Regions from separate parts of the Sus scrofa genome. Here region 2 is linked to region 1. A link is a contact called in public Hi-C data. All regions are on one chromosome and are shown on one strand. Each heading gives the region's core, a stretch centred on a gene start, on an enhancer-like site or on the middle of the called end of the contact. The rest is flanking DNA. Distances are from core to core; before and after follow the strand shown. Region 1 overlaps ARMC2 (armadillo repeat-containing protein 2). Region 2 overlaps SESN1 (sestrin-1).

Evidence for each region. Hi-C and Micro-C count contacts between places; a contact is called where the count stands out from the background.
Region 2: a Hi-C map of omental adipose tissue shows a contact between it and region 1, with 2.6 times the contacts expected there. The contact joins two enhancer-like sites. A contact is called at or near these places in 1 of 5 promoter capture datasets (liver), 19 of 47 Hi-C or Micro-C datasets (alveolar macrophages, blood, brain and 12 more) and 1 of 2 datasets of contacts at active chromatin or transcription factors (skeletal muscle).

What each region holds. Positions count from the first base shown.
Region 1 is chr1:74,961,779-74,968,166 of Sscrofa11.1, forward strand. ARMC2 (armadillo repeat-containing protein 2) reads left to right here. Exons shown (of 19, transcript XM_021090841.1): 6 at 2,139-2,215; 7 at 5,623-5,676. Among named protein-coding and RNA genes, the nearest start is that of ARMC2, 41 kb to the left of the region's middle. Within about 2 kb of position 3,018, at least 25 of the 83 cell types and tissues checked have an H3K27ac peak or open chromatin away from gene starts, as enhancers often do. A contact at or near this core is called in omental adipose tissue, where this site is marked.
Region 2 is chr1:75,149,512-75,155,899 of Sscrofa11.1, forward strand. All of the region lies in intron 1 of SESN1 (sestrin-1), which reads right to left. LOC106508918 (a long non-coding RNA gene) reads right to left here. Exons shown (of 2, transcript XR_001306055.2): 1 at 3,777-6,388. Among named protein-coding and RNA genes, the nearest start is that of SESN1, 18 kb to the right of the region's middle. Within about 2 kb of position 3,435, at least 6 of the 83 cell types and tissues checked have an H3K27ac peak or open chromatin away from gene starts, as enhancers often do. A contact at or near this core is called in omental adipose tissue, where this site is marked.

The DNA of each region.
Region 1 (6,388 bases), core at 1,768-4,267:
GGAAACCAAGAGTTTAAGTAGTTTGTCCAAGGCCACATGGATGATGAGAATTGGACCCAGAACTTGATCCCAGATAGTTTGGGTCCAGAGCCTACACACTGGACATCAGCCATTGTACCATGATGTTCACGCAGGGGATTTGTGAATGCCAGTCCTGTGTTCTTCCCGAGACCTAGCACATCAGGATCTGATATTTCATAAGAAGGACCCTTCTTTCCCTCCCCCTCCCCCAAATGGAGACACACAGTTGTGGTATTTAGCGAGACATCCTCTCCAGGGCTGAGACCTCAGGGCAGGTGGAGCAGGGAGGTGGAAGGCCATTCGATGCAAACTATCTTGCTGGATTCCAGTAGCTCTTCAGGACAATAATGAAAAGAAGGGCTTGCCTCTTATCATTCTCTAACTTTCTTGTTATTTCTGGAGTAATAAATCTGGGAACTTCCCTTTCTTCACACCCTGCCAGCCTTTTGGTGTTTTACCTTTCCACAGGGTTGACTTTTCTTTCTGTCTTGCGATCTTCATTTGCATCTCTGCTCAGAGAGTGTTGACAGAGAGGATCCCATCCCCATTTCTTTCTTTAATTGGCCAAGACATCTTGCTACCAGGTCTGTGTTTTTACAGTGTGTAAAAATAAAGCAATTGGAGTTCCTGCAGTGGCGCAGTGGGTTAAGGATCTGGCATTGCCACAGCTGTGGCTCGGATTCAGTCCCCAGACAGGGAACTTCCATATGCTATGGGTATGGCCAAAAAAAAAAGAACATATTTATGGGAAAAAAAATGATATTTGGACAAACTAATCCTGGGGGCAGTAGTCAAGGCCAAGGGCCAATACACAGCACTGAACATCTGCTGGGGATCTCACTACACAGGAAGGAGGAGCAACAGACAGACATGCAGATGCTCATGGGTGACCCTGTCTGCATATGTGTGCATCTTTATGATTTTTTTTGTAGCAAATATTGTATTTCATGGTAAAAGTGAAATCGTGTTGTAAAACTTGCACTAGTATTCTTTCAGTGCTTTTTTTTTTTTTCCACATTAGAATTCTGTACAGATATTTAAAAGTATTTTAAGTATCAGCTCTAGCTAAGGAGATGTTATATCCTTCATAGACCATCTCTACATTGTCTATAACCTTCAAAACAACAGAAAACAAACAAGCAAAAAACTCAGGCATATAGTCCTGCTGTTAGCCAGCCACACATTTTCATTTGGAGCACAAAATATTTGTCGTCTGGGGCCTGCTTAAATTTACCTTCAATTTTTTAACGTTCAAAATATTTTTTAAAAAAATATTTTAGAGACTATTAATTTTATTTATTTATTTTTGCTTTTTAGGGTTGCTCCCACAGCATATGGAAGTTCCCAGGCTAGGGGTTGAATCAGAGCTGTAGCTGCTGGCCTACACCACAGCCACAGCAATGCCAGACCCAAGCCACATCTGCGACCTACACCACAGCTCACAGCAATGCCAGATCCTTGACCCACTGAGCAAGGCCAGGGATCGAACCCACATCCTTGTGGATATTAGTTGGGTTCGTTTCCACTGAGCCACAATGGGAACTCCCTATTAATTAATTTTGAAATGAAGAAAGGAGATATAGTGATTTGTTGAAAAGAGCAGTTGGACATCATGAGACCTAGGTTCCAGATCCGACCCCCACTATGTGATCCTGGACACATCTGACTGGTTTGGAAACAATTTTCCTGCCCACAGCATGTATCCCTGAGTGAGAGCGGTTTCTTCTATCTCCTGAATGCTAGGCTTTTGTGAGGCAAGTATACAGTTCTTTCTTATTCTAACAGTGACCTCTTGTGGTGCAGATCCTTAATCTTTCTTTCTTTTTTTTTTTTTTTTTTTTTTTTTTTGTGCAGAGTAAACTTTGGATTTATTTTTTGTTGTTGTTTCTAGTAACTGTATTTCATACTGAAACACAACTGTGACTTGTTTTTAAAAGATAATTCTTCATTGGATATCAGAGGTTGATTAAAATGCGATATAGCACACCAAACTCTTATTTCATAAACAATTCTCTGGGTTCTTCAAAAATTTCATTTTCAGTGACTCCTGACACTTACAAAAAGAGAAATGCTCTGGGTTTTGTTTTGAGTATTGTGTGTACTCCTCTTCCTCCTAGGGACCAGGGCAGGAGGCATTTGAGAGCCTCCTCATGCCCCAACAGCTCAGGCTGGAGCAGGCTGGACACCAGAGCAGGTGAGTCCCCCATTTTCTTAGAGGTCCCCAGGGCTCAACCTCCTCTTCCGCATTCCCATGAGCAGGAAAATCATGTGCACTGTTGACTTAAAGATATGCACAACTTAGGAGTTCCCTTTGTGGCTCGGTGGTTAAGGAACCTGACTAGGATCCATGAGGATGTGGGTTCAATCCCTGACCTCGCTTTAGTGGCTTAAGGATCTGGAGTTGCCGTGAGTTGCGATGTAGGTCACAGACACAGCCTAGATCTGGTGTGGCTGTGGTGTAGGCCAGGAGCTACAGCTCTGTTTTGACCCCTAGCCCAGGAACCTCCATATGCTGCAGGTACAGCCCTAAAATAGCAAAAAAAAAAAAAAAAAAAAAAAAAAGGAAAACTTAAAAGTTGGGAGTTTAGTTTATTGGGAGCAAAACCTGGGCTATAGCCGGGGAGGCCACATTTCAAAGAGCTCTGAAATACCACTCCAAAGAGGTGGGGGGAAATGTCAGTATATATATGCTTTTGGTGAAGGGGGAGGTACATGCAGCCAAGCACACATTTTATAGGTCACTGCTGGTCACAAGGAGCAGATGTCACCGTGAAGGATTTTAGTGCTTTTCTAGATAGGAGGAGATGCAAGAATTGGACTCATAAAAGCTTCTCCTGAAAATATCTACCGGAAGACCTGTTCTGCCAGTTTTCCCAGAGCACAGAGCGTCCTACTCCTGATCTCCATCCTGAGCTCCTTTCAGGGGTGTTGAGGGTCATGCAGCTGCAGCAGCTCATGATTCAATCCATGTAGAGGCAGATGCCAAGTGCCAAACTCCAGTTCATAGCACTAAAGGATCTGATGTTGGCTCACTCTTTGAAAGTGCCAGGAGCTTTGTCCAACTCGGTCACATATCAGCATTTATTTTTTGTAATTTTTCATTATTTTCACAACAGCCTTAGCGCTCTTACCATTACCCGGCTTTAGTGGCTCAAACATATAGAGATTACAATCTTAATGCCTGCACAGAAATTATTGTGTAAAGGCATTTGAAAGATTGCAAAATCTGGCCTCCACATAGTTCTTAAGTTCAAAACTTGAGTCAAAATCATTGCTCAATTAGTTGAAACTGTTTTAATTATATGAAGTCAGCCCTTTGTGGCTTTAAACTGTTTGCTATATAACAATATAAATTACAGGCTAGGAGGGCTTGGGATGTATTCATGCAATGAAATATAGCAGTTAGAAAAACGAACTAGAGTGCACTTATAATATTGAATGAAATGAGTACAGATATAACATTATGTGAAAAAATTAAGTCCCCAAAACAATGGTGTGTATTGTTTCTGGATTCAGATCTATGTGGTAAACATGTAAAGTCAAGCATGATTAAAAAAAATAACCGTTCAATTTGAGTGTTGGTAACCCTTGGGGAGGGGGCTGAATGGGGGAGGTACACAGAGGGTATTAGTAATAAGTATAATGTTTATTTCTTTGAAACAAGGAGAAAAATGAAAATACAGTTAATATTTGACAAAACTGTGGGTAACACAGGTGTTTGGTTATATTCCTTATACATTATATTCCTTTTTGAGGTGCATGAAATTTTACAAAACCAAACAAATATTTGGTTCAAAAAATATTTTCTTCTCTTCAAGACTAATTTCTTATCAATACAACAACTTTTGTGCCCAGTGGGAATTTCTGTAGCACTCAGGAAAATCTTAGACAGACTGATTTCCACGTCAGCATTGTTGCTAAGCCTTTTACATGTCTAAGCTAAAAACAGCAGCCAATGAAGATTGTGTCAAGTTTTTGTGTCCAGAACTCAAAGCTGCGGTTAAGAACTATAACCACTGAGACAGCAAAAAAATCTTCAAAAACATGCTGAAATTTCTGCTCGACTTACCCAATTTCCTGTTGAATCATAATTTTTATATTTAGCAACCTGTGAACCTAGATGAAAGTGCTTTCTAAAATATCAGGTTGTTGCCCAAGACTGAGACAAACTTTATTTATTTATCTTCTGCGGATCTTAAAAAGTAACCATGTGACCCTGGGCTGCAGTTTCTAGGGCAGAAGCCGGGTTCTTGTCGAAGATGGGATTTTTTTGTGGCGAGCAGCGTTGAAGGAGGTGCGTGAGGGGAAAGGCTGGAGCCGGCCACCACTGCTCGCACAGCGGTTCCTGGGAGAGGGTTGAAAGCAAACTCTTGCACCACAGGGTCTGGCTGACTTCTGTTCCGAGAAGAAACAAGTCTTAGAAACATGCAGGAGGGCCTGCGAGAGCCTTTCCTTTCCAAAGGTTAAATAAACTGCTCTGTGATTTCTGGCTCACCCCTGTAATCCAGCTCTTCCTGAGGTGCACATGATAGCCATTGCGTTTGTCCTGAGAAATGGTTTGATAAGCATGTTTTCTCATAGAGCGCGCCTACTAAAGAGCCTGTTACATAGAGGTTAAAACTGCTGATTTGGACCAATTGGACTTGAAGTCCATATTTCTCACATATTTAAGTGTGTCATAAATATGTGTCGATTAAAATATTCATCTGACTTATGATCTCCTGGCTTTCCCCTGGCCTTTATGTAAGTCGATTTTACTCACCATATTCTGGAATTTGAATATGCCCCACACCTGGAAATACAGCAGCTCTGTTTTTTTATACTGCTTGACTAGTCATGCTCACCTTTAGAATCCATACCTGTAACTTAGCAACATTAGGGCAGGCTCATAAAAGTAATGATCCAAAGAGATGGAGGTGGTGGTCTCCAGTCCTCTATCAGTGGTTCTGCAAGCCCCAGAGCTCTGAAAGCTGAAATAATGTTCAAACTCACTGAATGGCGATGCCTGACCTGTACTGCTGGGAGGCCAATTACAGCCTTTATTGCATTAGCACGACTAGCCACACACTTTGCTGCAGGACGCTGTCCCAGAAGACGCTGCTGGCGGTAGCATGGAACATGCAATGTGGACACCAGCTTGCCTGACTAAAATTCAGGTTTTTCTGAATCCCCAGCCACATCTATTCCCAAAGGCTTTGGCTAAGGGATAGTGAACTGGTACAGACTGACTTTGTCCTAGAGACAATTCAACTCTCTGTCATAGTGACTTCTTGCTCATGGATTAGACAAATTCTGTGCGACCTTGCTATGAACCCTGTCGACAGCACCTACGATGTTTAATTCCGGCTTTGTTGACATCCTTTCTCTCTGCTTTTGCTGTCCATGGGCTCTTCCTGCCCTGTGTGCATCAACCCCTGGTGGTATCAGGAAGGTTTGAGGAAAGGCAGGCCTAGACCCATTGCATCGGGGTGGCCATTTCCAGCATGGAGTGCATCGGGGATGGCCTGTGCCCTGGGTGGGATGACTGTCCTGCTGCTCTGGGTGATCCATTGCCATGTGCTTGGGTGATTTAGTATGTGCTGTGTGTTTTTTTCTCTTCAGGAGTAATACAAGTACATGAGAGGATTTGGAAAATACAGGAGCACACAAGAGAAGGTAATAACCCATAATTGCAATACTTGAAGGTTCTCATTGTTATCCCCATTTTACAGGCAAGAAGTGAAGCAACTTGCCCAAAGGCAGCCACTCGGTGGCAGAGCTAGGACTCCAGCCCAGCCAGCGACTCTAGAACCAGTGCTCTTACCACACCTCCCTAGTCTACTTGTCTTACCTTTTCTTAAAACAATCTAAATATATACAGCCTGCACCCTTTCACTATACCCTCTTTTTCCGCAGAAACTTCAGATTGCTGATATGATTTGTAACTCTCCATGGGACATTTTTAGGGTCCAGGCACCCACTGAGGGTACCAGGCAATTGCTACCAGGACTCCTTGAGTCCGTATTGACTGGGTGCCAGGTGAAGGCTCTAGGGGGGGTGCCTTCTGAGAAGGAAGGCTGAGGATTTTGTCTCCAGCCCTGCTTCTGAGCACCCAGCACAGCAGTGCCCCCTCCAGCTAGACTGTCAGCATTTTCCATCTTGAGATCTTGCCTGCATGGAATATAATCATGATCTGGAGTTTCTAATATGATTGACAGTTCTCCCCAAAGTTACCTTTTAGCTTGCCATTTTGTTGCAGGGCACAATAACCCTCGAGAGGTCAAGTGCGCTCTGTGACCTTGGGCACTCTGTGACCTTGGGCAGGTAACTTAACACCCCTGAGCCCACTTTCTTCATATGGAAAATAGTGACAATGTGGAAACCTCCT
Region 2 (6,388 bases), core at 2,185-4,684, 190 kb after region 1:
TTGGGGTTGCACACAGCATAGGGAGGTTCCCAGGCTAGGGGTTGAATCAGAGCTATAGCCGCCGGCCTACGCCACAGCCACAGCAACGCAGGATCCAAGCTGTGTCTTTGACCTACACCACAGCTCACTGCAACGCTGGATCCTTAGCCCACTAAGCGAGGCCAGGGATCAAACCTGCATCCTCATGTATGCTAGTCAGATTTGCTTCCGCTGAGCCATAACAGGAACTTGAAAAAAAAAATCATAGTTATCTAATACAGCTCTGCAGCAAAAAAGAACAGAGGCTGAGCTGTTAAGAACTACCAATTTCAGGAGTTCTCGTTGTGGCAAGTTGTAGCTTTTGATACTTGATGCCTCATGTTTCATACAACAACTGAATCACAATCTGGTTAAGCTTTTATTAGTACAACATAGCTAAATTATTACATGACCATACAAGGAATTTAAAGTAAATAGACCTATAAGGATGATTAAATATACATACTGAAACAAGGCCAGCTGTGTTTGTGACTTGAGCTATATTATCTTGAAAGAGACATGATGGTTGGCCATAGAATCACTTTAAAAAATAGGCATTTTAGTATTTTTTTTTTCAATAAAAATGGCACTAATACTTGAACAGATCTGGGAACAAATATAAACAAACAGGTAAGTTTGTATTTTTTCATTCAACAGAATCATAAAATATTCTTTGTTTCTGAGAGACAGTATAGTGATGAGATGAACAGAGCAAACTTTAAAGACTAAATGTCTGAGCTTGAATCCCAGCTCTGTCACGTAAACTAGCCAGGTGAACAGGAGCGAATCAGACAAATTCTGTGCCTCAGCTGCTTCTTATTAAATGAGTTAATGGATAGATGCAAGTAAAGAACTTGGAGTGGCACCTGGAGAAAAAGTGCAAGCACTAGAATGTAAGCTGTATGGGGGTTGTAATTTTTATCTCTTCTGCCCTCTGATGTATGTAGTGCCTTCAGAACAGTGCCTAAAAGTAGCAGGTGCTCAATAAATATTTGTGGAATTATGGCTGATACCGTTGTTATTAATATGGTAATTTATGGATAGGTGAAAAAACTGAACCTGTTAAGCTCAGTTATTACTTGAACTTGGAAACTTTCCCTTTCTCCCCAAACTCCCTCCTCTAAAACAAAAGAGAAATGTAAGCATTCCTAAGTTGCACATTCAGCTTGTCTAAGGCCCCGAATACCAAAATATGATGGAGAAACCAGATTTAAGTTGAGCAATGGTGCCATCTAGTGTTCATAAAAGCTACATACAAGAAGCTGCATTCCGAATAAATTTTCATACAATGTTTTGAAGACAAAGAAAAAAACCCACAAATGCAAAATTCATTAGCTAAAAAAGCCTGCTCTATCAACAGTCAAAATCTTTGAAAGAAAGGTATTTCTAAGGAAAATTAAAGAATTGAATCTCTTAAAATTAGTACATAACATACTAGAAGAAACATTTCAGAGAGTATACTCAAGTTCTACTTGCCATAAAGGTCATCTTGTATGAATAAAGTGATCCATTGAGCTTATTTTCTTTTCAATGGCATGTGCTTTTTAGCTTTATTAGAAGAAACAGAAGTATCCATTATAAAAATTTTGGGAAAATGTAGAAAAGTATAAACCACAGCCCAAATGTAACCACTGTTAACATTTGGAGATTATATATACATGCATTTCTTTGATTTTAAGTGTATATGAGAAAAGTAATTTAATTTTCATCAAATTTTTGGCCAATATATTAAAAATTAATATAAGAAAATGATAAATGATCTTTTTAAACTAAAATCAAGAGCTTTCCCTACAACTGAAAAGACCCTAGCCTCAACTTAACATTGTATTCAGTGGGGTGAAAATTTTTAAAAATTGCTATCAGTTACATAATCATTTTGGCCTAGTTTTGAAATAGCCAAAATCTATAAGAACTGGAGCTTATAAAATGAAAAAAAGAAGTTATTTCATCTGTTCCCTTTCAGATAACACTAAACCTATAGTAAAGTATACCAATTTGAGTTTGGGACATCTGAATAAAAATTTGAGTTTGCAATAATGTTTGATCTCATTATTTACTTGGGAATGCTCATTAAAGTTTTAGGTTTTATATTTATTTCCCTTTCCCCTCAAATCACAGAGACAGCTAAGATTTGATTCAATGCTCATTAGATAATCATTAAATGATGACAAGAAAACCATCTGCTACTTCCTACCTTCTGGACAAATGCTGTTTTACATTTAGTACACAGAGTGGGAAGCAGGGAATTTCTTAGGATCACACAGGAATAATAAGGGCAGAAGAGTCATGGGGAAGATGGAGAAAAAAGTGAAAGGTCAAGAAGCTGTGAGAGGGAAGTGGGCAGGCCTCTCCAACAGAACCTTGGTGGGTGCCAATCAGTGATTGGAGGAGGGCATCTATTGGCCAGGATGGGGTGAGGTTCTTTTATCAGGAGACTGGTTGCAAGGATGGGGAGAGGGACAGAGCCTGGGCTCAAAGTATCACTTGCTGGACCACACCCTCTGTTGGCATTAACTAGGTTTCTGAGAATATAAATTAAATCACAACTTGGGAGTTCCTGTCATGGCTCAGTAGTTAACAAATCCGACTAGGAACCAAGAGGTTTGATCCCTGGCCTTGCTCAGTGGGTTAAGGATTCGGCATTGCCGTGAGCTATGGTGTAGGTTGCAGACGCAGCTCGGATCTGGCATTGCTGTGGCTCTGGTGTAGGCCACCAGCTACAGCTCCAATTAGACCCCTAGCCTGGGAACCTCCATATGCCATGGGAGTGGCCCTAGAAAAGGCAATAAATAAATAAATAAATAAATAAATAAATAAATAAAATCACAACTCTTCACAGTAAACAGGGAGATGTGCTCTTCCTTGCACCTAGCTTCAAAAGTTGAGTTGTTGTGGCAGGCTGCTTTAAAATGGTTCCCAATGATTGCTGCCCTGCCTCCTGGTGTTCATTCCATTGTTTTTATATGCTCCCCTTGGGTATGGGCCGGATCTTGTGTGTTGCTTCCAATGAACAGATTAAGGCAAAAAATGATGGCAATGTCCTTTCCAAGATTAGGTTATAAAAGACTGTGGCTTCTGGGAGTTTCCATCATGGTGCAGTGGAAATTAATCCAACTAGTATCCATGAGGATTTGGATTTGATCCCTAGCCTCATTCAGTGGCACTGCTGAGAGCAGTGGTATAGGTCACACACAGGGCTTGGATTTGGAGTTGCTGTGCTGTGGTAGGAACAGCAGCTGTAGCTCTGATTTGACCCCTACCCTGGGAACTTCCACATGCTGCACCTGCAGCCCTAAAAAGCAAAACAAAAACAAAAACAAAAACCCCCCAAAAAAGACTGCGGCTTCTGTCTTGCTGGCACTCTTTGCTAGTACCTGGCTCTGGTTCTTCTCAGGTACTTTCTCTGAAACGCAGGTGGAGGGACCTGCATGGCAAGGAACAGAGCGAGCTGCCAGTGAGCTAGCAGCAAGGAATTGAGGCTCTCAATTCAACAGCTCTCAAGGAATTGAATCCTTCCAACAACTATGTGAGCTTGAAAATGTGTTCCTTGCCATTTGAGCCTCAGATGAGACCACAGCCCTGGTCAAGACATTAACTAACTGCAGCTTCATGGGAGACCCTGAAGCAGGGATCCTATCTCAACTATAACCAGATTTCTGACCCACAGCAATTGAGACAATGTGTATGGTTTTAAGTCACCAAATTTGTTATGAAGGAATAATTCAGTTGTTAAACAAAGAAACACTGCTCAAGCCCACCTGAGAGACAATACCCTGAGAGTCTCTGTCACTGGCTTGTAGCAGCCTCCCCAGTCACCACCAAGGCCTGAACCCTGCTTGTCTTCTTGGCACAACTGGGTACTCTTTTTGTGGGTTGCTGATTACGTTCTCCTCAGTTCACCTGCTGGGTCTCTCTCTCCCACCCAAGGGCTTTTGTACTTCCAATATCTGAAATAAATAACAGAACATCTGAGCAAACTTCCTAGCTCCATGCTTCAGTGACCAGACCAGCTTGGAATTGAAGTGCATGTGTGGTTTCTAAGATAAACCACCTATCCTGACTATATATTATTAATTTATTAATTTTATTGCTTTTTGGAGTTTCTGTTTCCTATTTACCAACTGGTATGAAAATAGTATTTAAAAAAGTACTGCTGTGCCAGTGCATACTGATTGAACATCAGTTTATGCTATAAGGTTAACTCATCAGACAATATTCAAGATTTGAGTTCTATTTCCTTCCAATGAGTTTTTTAAATATAACGAATGCAATTTTTACAACTACTTTTAGCCAGCTCAAACATTAAATTATGATGGCATTACCACATGGAAACAGCCAAGCTAGTGTTTTATTCATAATAAAGTGAGAGAGGGCTCAGACAAAAGTTATAGTTACATGTTCACACACGCACTGACAGACAGCAAAAGGAAAATAAAAGGGGGCCAGAGAAAGGAAACAAAAATGAGGCCAAACTTAGTCTGCAGGGAAGAACAACAGAGCATTAGTTACAGCCAGTCATAAGAGGTTTGGTTTGGGCATGCTGAGGATAGAAGCAGTGTGTACTTGTGTAAACAGATAAGCTGAGAAGAAAAGTTAATTATTACATTAAAATTTATTTGCTCCACTAAGCTGTCTTTATTATCCCAACCCACTCAGATCTTTCCTTGCTCTGAATTACTGTAACACTGTGAATGTTATATAATTTTCCCACATTGATTTTAAGTCATATTCCAATATAAAAGTAACATGTGCTCACGAATAAAAACACAAAGACTATAGGAAAACAGATTAGTGGTTAAGAACATGGAGTCAGACATGCCTCCTGACTCTCCATATTCAGTACTTGAATTAAGTTACCTAATAGTTCTGTTTCTTCATCTATAAAAAGTAAAATTCAAGTCACAGAACTGTTGTATGTGTAAAACTAGACATTGCAGGGAAATGGGCCTTCAAAGGAAGTACAGAGAAAGTTTGTATACATTATTTCAGAATGTGAATGTAAACCTTAAGTGGAAAAACACAAGAGAATAACAGGAATTGAGTCTTGCAGATATGGTGTGACCCTGGGAGTGTCAGTAGCAATTGCACCACCTTTAGGAGCACTGGGGGCCAGGGAAAGCAGCACCCAAGCAGGCTGCAAGTGCTTCTTCTCAAAGAAAGAGCCCAGATTTGGAGAAGGTCCTGTTTCCTTAGCTAAAAAAATCAAGAAACTTAATCCAGTCTCAAAGTGAGGGGGTGCATTCATATTTGTGTATTTGTTTTGGGAAGATATCTTCCTCAAAACCTGTAACCCACCTGAAATCTGACAAATGTTATATGTAAGATGCTTATAACTAAGCATAGCATACAGTAAACACTCAATAAAATTATGTTTGTTAATAATTATTATTATAAAAAGAAATATAAAATCTCTAATAATCTAATCTAACTCTTCTGGTACATGCAGATTTCCTGACATTTCCCTCTCTCTATAAAAATATATATATTTGGCCTACTATTTTAAAAGTTGCTTTTCCACTTAAATATATAATTTCTTCTTTTATGTATTTTAAAATAATTTTCAATAACTGTGTTATAGTCCTTTATACAGATGTACTATAATTTAACAATAATTTAATAACTGGATATTTAGATTATCAACTTATATATAAAGATATGTAAAGATAACACATTTACATCATAAATAACACTTACAGGGATTATCATCATACATCAATCTTTTTCAGATGATTTCCTGGATGTGTAATTACTATGTAGATACACTCCCACCAAGAGAGTTCCACAGCTGTCAACATACTACCATAAAATTTAACATTTTTAGTGAAAGTCTTGATTTATTCTTAATGTTTTTCTCTAGATTATTGCAAAATTCTTAATGGTAGTGGTTGTTTTCAACTTTTTATATCTCTCACAGAATTAGAATAGTATCAGGCATAAAGAAAGATTTAAAATGAATTCTTATTTTTAAAAAGTATACCCATTTCAGCCTTAGATGGAGAGGGAGATCAGCTAGAGGTGAGGTGGAGTTCAGAAAAAAAAAAAAAATAAATAACCCTGTTATTAATTATTTTAAGAAAGCAGAAAGAGCCATAATATAGTTTCATTCCAACCAATAAATGGCATTTAATATAAATTTGTAGTACTAAATGACAGAATATTTACCTCAAGGTTTTACTCTTCACATTTTACTATACAACTACTTCCAAGTTCAAATCAGGAACCAATGAAGACCAGCATAAACTGGAATTAAACACCTCTTAATCTGAACAATAACCACTAAAGATTTATTTACAATAATACAGTGCACTAAAGGGAATAAAAAATAATAAAAACAAAATCAAGAAAAAATATGCATTGCTTGGTGAAAAAG